2 separate regions of the Sus scrofa genome follow, and region 1 is linked to region 2. The links are chromatin contacts, called in public Hi-C maps. All regions are on one chromosome and are shown on one strand. The core of a region is the stretch at or near the end of the contact, and the rest is flanking DNA. Distances in the headings are between cores, read along the strand shown.

Region 1 (3,968 bases), core at 1,022-3,521, 92 kb before region 2:
CTCCAGAGAGAACACAGCCCGGCAGACACCTGAACAGAAAGAGCATAAGTGAACGTCTCAAGCCATGACACTGGCTCCAGCAGCAGTGACACAAACAAACTGTCATCAGTCAAGTGAAAACTTCCTGCCTACATCACCTCCCGTGCCTCCACTGTGAGCTGAGCCTGGAAGGGCACGAACAAGGGTCCCAGTTATATTTGAATTTCAGACAAACAATGAATAGTTCTTTAGTAATGAATAGTCCCAAATGTTGCATGGGACATACCTATACTGAAAAGAAATGATTTGTCCTTTGCCCAAAATACAAATTTAACTGGACGATGAGGTTTTTTCTGGCAACCCTGACCAGAAACAGTGGCTGTAAGGGAAGGAGGGAACAAAGAGGAGGCAAGCCACCCAGCCCCCTCCCTCCCGGCAGGTGCTCCAGGGGAGGGAGGCCAGACATTCAATGTTAAATGGAGCCCCAAGCTTCATTAGCTGGGATTGGACATCTTCCAGTAATGAAGTGGAGAGGGACTGCTTCCGAGCCAAAGAGACCCCAGGACCTGACATCCTTAAAGTGGAGAGAGAAAAACCACAGAGAAGGTCCGGGCTTTTCACGCAAGGGCGAGAAGGTAGCTCCCCTTCCACCATAGTGAGCAGGTTGGAGGGGGGAGGGCAGCAGGAAATAAAGCTGGTTTGGGGATTTTGGGGGGCCACACCCATGGCACATGGAAGTTCCTGGGCCAGGACTGAAACCCAAGCCACTGCACAGACAACAGAACTCCACAAAGCTGGTTTGGTGACTGCACCTGCCAGGCTGTCTTGGACCAGGGACAAGAGAATGGCTCAGCTCAGGCTCCGGCCCAAGGCGACGGTGCAAATAGATGCTGGCTGCGACCAGGAGCCCTGTGTTTGCTGTGCACTTTCTCCGCTGGATGAGGAGCCACTGCAGGGCAGGGCACCGGCCTTTCCCATTGCCCACGCGCAGTCTGTGCCTGTGTCCTTGCAGACTCGGCACAGCCAATGTAGCCCTGTGCCCACAAGGTGGCGCTCATGATCACTGCAAAACAATCAGCTCAGCTCATGGTTTTCTTTTCACATTAAAACTTTTGGAATAATTTCTGACTTCCAAGGTTGTTGAGAATAGGATACAGAGAGGTCCCGTGTATCCCACACTGAGTCTCCCCTGTGGCTAATGTCTTACAATTGTCTAGAACATTTGTCCCCACTGATGAACCAATGCTGATCCCAGGGTCCATTCAGTCTCCTGGGGCATCTCTGGGCTCTGACAGCTCCTCGGGCTTCCCTGGCTGCCGACGGCCTGGAGGAGTGTGTCGTAAGGTGTCTTCGAACGGGGTTTGTCCGGCGCATCCCTCGTGATTAGGCTGGGCTTGTGCTGTGGGGTGCGAAGCCCCCACAGGTGCAGTGGCCCCCTCACAAAGCCTATCAAGGGCGCAGGTGTCCCCGAGGCCCCACTGCTGGTGTTGGCCGTGGCCACCTGGCCAAGGTCAGCGCCATCCGCTTTCCTCTGGACAGTCACTTCCTTCCGTTTTCTATAATGCACTCCCTGGATCATGTGGGGTTTTTTTTTTTTTTTTTTTTTTTTTTTTTAAGGTTTCTCCCTTTTTTGGGGTGGGGTGGCAAGTCAGAAGTACAGTAGTTTCTAGGCCAGGGATTGAACCCGTGCTACGGCAGTGACAACACCAGATCCTTAACTCTTTGAGCCACCCGAGAACTCCTAAAGGTTTCATTTTTTAAGCCATTTCCTGTCATTTCTGGTTCAGCTGGGACAGCGGGGGTGAGAAGTGGGGGACAGGGGGTGCCTGTCACATGAGGTGAGAACAAAGTGGAGACATGCAGCCAGGAGTTCACAGAGTTTGGAGCCTAAGACAGTTCCTTGGGGTTCCTGCCTCTTCCCACCTCGCCAATGATCCAGGTAAAACCCCATCGGTGTCCTTGAAGGGGTCACAGGAAGGAGCGCCCAGGAGAGGGCAGCCAGGGACAGTAGTGTGAGAGGGGACTGGCCATCTGCCTTGCTGGCAGCCCCAGGATGCAGAGCACGAGCACGTGGCATCACACATGTGCCCCCCACGCCTGACCCGCAGGCTCCGCTGCTGAAAGGAGGGGATAGATGCAGAGAAGACCCCAAGGACAAGCCCTGAACCCATCCAGCGACCTCCTGGCTTCAATTCTACAGCTGATTCCTGTGGCTGCCTCCTGCCCCCCTGGGGCCCTGGTCACACGGCCTCCTTCGCGGCGCGTTCTGAGCCAGGCGCGCTGCAGCGCTAGTAACATCCTGGTTTTGAGCAAGTGTGTAGGAGGTGAACCCGGCGTTTCTCACCACGATAAAACCCTGTGTTTCTGCTTTTGTGGTGCACCCGCCTTTTTCTTCTTCTCTAAAACCATAAAAGGTGTCGAATCCCCCACTGCTCAGGCGGGCGCCTCCAGGGCTGGGCTCAGAGGCCCCAGCAGCGGCCCGCTCACCTGTGTGCAGGCTTCCAGGGGTTGCCTTATAAGGTGAAAAGCAGCTGTGGGTTCAGCCCCGGGCTCAGAGAGGAAGCCCTCAGTGTCACAAGAGGCCCTGCACAGATCTCTGCAGAAGGCCGGCCTCCCAGCGGCCGCCCAGCCCGCAGCCAGCTCGCTGCCGGCTATCTGCGACAACCAGGGGTTAGGGGGCAAGGTCAGTGGGGACATCTTACCTCCTGCCCAGCAGCTGACGCCAGAAGAGATGCTGGGGCCTCATCGCCAGCTGGGGCAGTGGGGAGGGGACAGGGGTGGGGGGCAGGGAGGGGGCTGGGCAGCAGAGGAAGGACAGGACTGTGACACCAGGGGACCAGAGAAGATGCAGTTTGGGCTTTCACATATGACAATACTTGTAATCGTCGGCTCCCTGCGACTATGGGCCAGGTCCTTACCAAGTGCCCAACACACAGTCTCTCCCTTGAGCCTCACACAGCTGAGCAGGCTACACTCCATAATTAGTCCCACTTTACAGATCAGGAAAACTGAGGCTCAGAGGAGGGCTGTAACTCATCTAGGGTGAGATAAGTAACTTATCTATCAGACAAGCAGCCAGTGGGAGAGACAAAACAGGCTTCCAGGAGTGGAAGGAACGCAGCTGTGCTGTTCGAATCTGCAGCCCCACCCCACCCCACCCGGCCCATGGCCACGGGTGGCTTCCAAGCCTCTCAACTGGTCCCATCTGAGATGTGCTGTAAGTGTGCCACTCAGAGTTGAGGCTTGAGTTTTGGTTTGGGGTTTTGGGTTTTTTTAAGTAAAAAAAAAAAAAATTTAAGGGAGTTCCCATCGTGGCACAGCAGAAACGAATCTGACTAGAACTAGGAGGCTGTGGGTTTGATCCCTGGCCTCGCTCAGTGGGTTAAGGATCTGGCGTTGCCATGAGCTGTGGTGCAGGTCACAGACTCAGATCCCGCGCGGCTGTGGCTGTGGCGTAGGCCGCCAGCTGGAGCTCCAGTTGGAGTCCTAGACTCGGAACCTCCACGTGCCGCAGGTGCAGCCCTAAAAAGCAAAATAATAACAAGCTGTAAAATATCTCAAACAGGAGTTCCTGTCATGGCACAGTGGTTAACGAATCCGACTAGGAACCATGAGGTTGCGGGTTCGGTCCCTGCCCTTGCTCAGTGGGTTAACGATCCGGCGTTGCCGTGAGCTGTGGTGTAGGTTGCAGACGCGGCTTGGATCCTGCATTGCTGTGGCTCTGGCATAGGCTGGGGGCTACAGCTCTGATTAGACCCCTAGCCTGGGAACCTCCATATGCCACGGGAGCGGCCCAAGAAATAGCAAAAAATAAGATAAAATAAAAATCTCAAACATTTTAACCTTCATTTTCAAATAATTGTAGATGCACGGGAAGTTGCGAAGACAGTACACAGAGGTCCCGGGTGCCCTTCCCTCAGTGTCACATGGTGACATCTTAGGCCACCATTGTCCTTTAACAAAACCAGGAAACCGCTGTGTGTGCGCGT
Region 2 (3,877 bases), core at 89-2,588:
CTTAAGCATTTTGCTGGACGATTTCTTAAATAGGTACACACCTGTGTGACCACCTCCCAGATAAAAATATGGAACATTTCCAACCCCACCCGAACCCACCCCCACCTTCCGCATGCCCGCTCCCAGGGAGCGGCTACCCACCCCCAAGCGTGACCACTTTTCACACTTTTCACACCACAGATTAGCTTTGCCTTTTCTATCATTTCATATAAATGGGATCACACGGGGTGTACTCTTTCATACTTGGCTCTACAAATAAGCACATATCACCAGCACAAGGACAATGATTGTGGGGGGCGGGGGCCGCTGAGAGTTTCCTTCTCCTGCAATAAACTCCAGGATTGTTTTTATTTGGGCTTGCTGACCTAAGAAAGGGTAAAGTGGAGAGGGCTGGAGTTTGAAACCGCGTGAGCTGGTGCTGGAAAACTAGTGACTCACAGGGGGTAAAGGAGCCGTCGTGCCTAGAAAGGGTACTGTGTGGTCACCTCCGACGGCTCCGGATGCCCAGACGGGAGAGGTTTTTATGAGGCTTTAAAACGCTCTTATCTGGTTCCACTAAGCCAGGGGCGCCTTTGGCCTCTGCCGCTTCTCCCTGGCATTGACAGTTTCTCCAAAGATGGGGAACTCCCCTAGAAGGCGCTTCTCCCTACCTGTGCATTGTTGGATGAAGTCCTGATATTCCGCTCCCTGCTCGCCGGGGACGATGGTGGAGCCGTCGTATTTAAAAGTCACCCTTTGGATTGGGAGAAGAGAAAAACACACACACACACATCAACGTTGGTAGCGGCATGGTGCCGAGCTTCCAGCAGGACAATCTAAAAGATGCTCTGGCTAGGGAGAAGCCAGCGCTGGCTTTCCACGCTGTCCTGGGTTAAGGCTGCGGGAAGACAGCACGGGATGACCCTTAATCCGTCCGGTCTGGAAGACGGCTCAGTGCCCCCGGCCCCTCGCGAGCTCGGGGAGCGGGGCTTGGAGAGCAATGGAAAGTTCCTCACCAGATGACGGCCGAGCTGTCGTCGCGCACCAGGTTATACGCCGTCCGGCAAGCCTCTTTGTCGATCTTGGTGGCCATCGCCGAGGGGCTGCAACGGGGACACGCTGCCCTGAACGAGCGATAAGCGCACTCTGTGCCGGCTGCAAGGAGCGGAGCGGTGCGTGGACGCGCCAAGGGTGTGCGGGTGGCGGTGGCAGCGGCGGCGGCGACAGAGGCGCAGGGCGAAGCGAGCTGCGAGCTCCGAGCTCCGAGCTCCGAGCGCGGCGGTGGCACGGAGTGCGCAGGGAACGCGGGCCAGATGCAGGCCGCGCCGCCCCGCCCCCTCCGGCCATTGGCCTCCTGGGACGCATCTCGCCCGGCCCCCTCTCGCTATTGGCCGTAGGGCCCCGGGGGCGGGGCGTCTTTACTCGCCGGCGGCCAATCCCGGCCCGGGTGGGTTGCGCAACTCTGCGGTGGGGGCTGGAGAAGGGGCTTTTTCCTCCCTCCTCCCCCTCCCCTTCCCCTCCCTGTCTCCGTCTTCTCTCTCTTCCTGAACCCTCTCCTCCTTCCCCTACTCCCCCAACTCCTTCCCAAGCCCTCCCCCATCTTCTCCCGCAGCCCTCTTTCTCCTTTCCCTTCCTCCCCCTCTCCCCCACCAAAGGCCTCGTTCCTCCCAGTTCTCCCCTTCTCCCTACCGTCTATTCCCACCTCTCCTCCTGGCCCTTCTCTCCTCCTCCAGCCCCCCTCCTCCTTATCCCCCCGCCGCAACAACCCTTTCTGCCTCCTCTATTCCCCCCTCCTCCCTTCCCTCTCCCACCTTGCATCCCCCTCCAACCTCCCTCCCTCCATCGCTCTCCTCCCCGCCCCCCACACACACCCTGCCTGCTGGGCTACAGAGCTCCACAGGGGACCTCCAAGGGGGTGACTTCACGCATCCAACCCTAGGAGACTGCTCCTACCCCCAGGGTTTGGCTCCGCGGTTTCTAGGTAGGAAGGAATTGGAGAGAATTAAGCATCTTAAACAGGAGGGGATAGAAAGATGGACTGCTTCCAAAACGCTGGTGGGATCACTGTTTACTTTGTGTGCTGGTTATTTGCATTCACCTCTTATCTCCCCTGTGGGTGCAGGAGCTGACTCATTCTGCCTTCTTCCTTCCCTCACTGACTCACTCATTCATTCCCTCTTGCAGTCACGCCATAAAGACCAGTTATAGGGTCGAGGCAGGTAAAAAAGCCCGCCTCTTAAACTGCATCCACCACTGCCTCTTTTTAACACTGGGCCCTTGGACAAGCCTGTGAACTGCCTGATTACTCTCCTCCAATGGAATAATACTACTAATATCATAGGTTTGTTTTATGGTTTAGTGGAAGGGATATTTGTAAACAAACATATTGGACATTCAACAAAAGGTCACCATTGTTGGTTATTCATTAAAGTAATTCCTAGATAGAAACCCAGAAGGTCAGGGACAACATCTAACTAATAAAACTCTCAATGGCAGGAGTTCCCGTGGTGGCGCAGTGGTTAACGAATCCGACTAGGAACCATGAGGTTGCAGGTTCGATCCCTGCCCTTGCTCAGTGGGTTAAGATCCGGCGTTGCTGTGAGCTGTGGTGTAGGTTGCAGACGCGGCTCGGATCTGGCGTTGCTGTGGCTCTGGCGTAGGCCGGCAGCTACAGCTCCGATTGGACCCCTAGCCTGGGAACCTCCATATGCCGTGGGAGCGGCCCAAGAAATAGCAAAAAGACAAAAAAAAAAAAAAAAAACTCTCGATGGCAAACAAAAATCAAGCAGGCAGAGTTCCCTTGTGACACAGCGGGCTAAGGATCCATAATTGTCACAACAGTGGCTCCGGTCACCGCTGTGGCGAGGATTCAATCCCTAGCCCAGAAACTTCCACATGTCTCAGGCACAGCCAAAGAAAAAATCAAATAAGCAGAGAACAGGCAGTAAGGGGGTGGGGGATGAATGGGGCCACATTTACAGGAAAGGAGGAGCTGCTATTGTTATAAATAAAAAGACAAAAACATTAATTTGGTGCAGCCCAAAGCAGCTCTACCTTACTCCCTGGGAAGGGCAATGGGACAATCGGCCATTAGAAAGAAAAACAAAAATGGATCCGTACCTCACACCACAGATCAGGGTACCGTCAAAAAGAATCAAAGATTTGCCTGAAAATAAAGGAAACCGCAAAAGTACCAGAAGAAAACATGGTAAGCTTCTGTTCTAAGTCGAATAGAAAAGGTCCTTCTAAGTATGACTCAAAATCCAGAAGCTGTAACAAAATGGGCACATTCAAATATATAAAAACTCTTCCTCAGTGGGGGAAAAAAAGCCCAAAAGACAAAGCAGTGGAAAGTATTTGCAACTCAAATTACAAAGAATTTTGTCCTGCTGACATACGGGGAAGCCAGCCTAAAAAAGAGAAGAGGGGGCTCAGTAGGTTAAGAACCCGACCTCGTGTCTATAAGAAGTGGGATTCAATCCCTGGGCGCACTCAGTGGGTTAAGCATCTGGCGTTGCCACCAGCTTTGGCCTAAGTCAAAGATGCGGCTCGGATCCAGGGTTGCCTGTTGCCCCGGCTGTGGTTGTGGCGTATGCCAGCAGCTGCAGCTTGGACTCAACCTCTAGCCCCTTACTTCCATATGCCACAGGTGTGACCCTAAAAAGTGGGCTGGGGGGGCGGAGAGAGAGAAGAGGAGTTCCCTTGTGGTTCATTGGGTTAAGGATCCAGCATTGTCACTGCTGTGGCTTGAGTCACTGATGCGGCTAGGGCACAGCCCCTGGCCGGGGAATTTCCATATGACTTGGTCATGGCCAAAAAGAAAAGAGAGAAAGAGAAAAGAAAAATGGGTCCAGGATATATGACCATATAGATCCGAAGGCACTTAAACAAGGAAAAG

What was found. Hi-C and Micro-C count contacts between places; a contact is called where the count stands out from the background.
Region 1: a Hi-C map of liver shows a contact between it and region 2, with 5 times the contacts expected there. The contact joins the enhancer-like site here to the promoter of COTL1 in region 2. A contact is called at or near these places in 2 of 5 promoter capture datasets (fetal liver and liver), 30 of 47 Hi-C or Micro-C datasets (adipose tissue, alveolar macrophages, blood and 15 more) and 2 of 2 datasets of contacts at active chromatin or transcription factors (alveolar macrophages and skeletal muscle).

The regions. Positions count from the first base shown.
Region 1 is chr6:4,189,589-4,193,556 of Sscrofa11.1, reverse strand. The region is part of intron 1 of TLDC1 (TLD domain-containing protein 1); the gene reads right to left. Among named protein-coding and RNA genes, the nearest start is that of TLDC1, 22 kb to the right of the region's middle. Within about 2 kb of position 2,271, at least 28 of the 83 cell types and tissues checked have an H3K27ac peak or open chromatin away from gene starts, as enhancers often do. A contact at or near this core is called in adipose tissue, alveolar macrophages, fetal liver and 3 more, where this site is marked.
Region 2 is chr6:4,096,802-4,100,678 of Sscrofa11.1, reverse strand. COTL1 (coactosin-like protein) reads right to left here and starts at 1,338. Exons shown (of 4, transcript XM_003361733.4): 1 at 996-1,338; 2 at 651-733. The coding sequence starts at 1,072.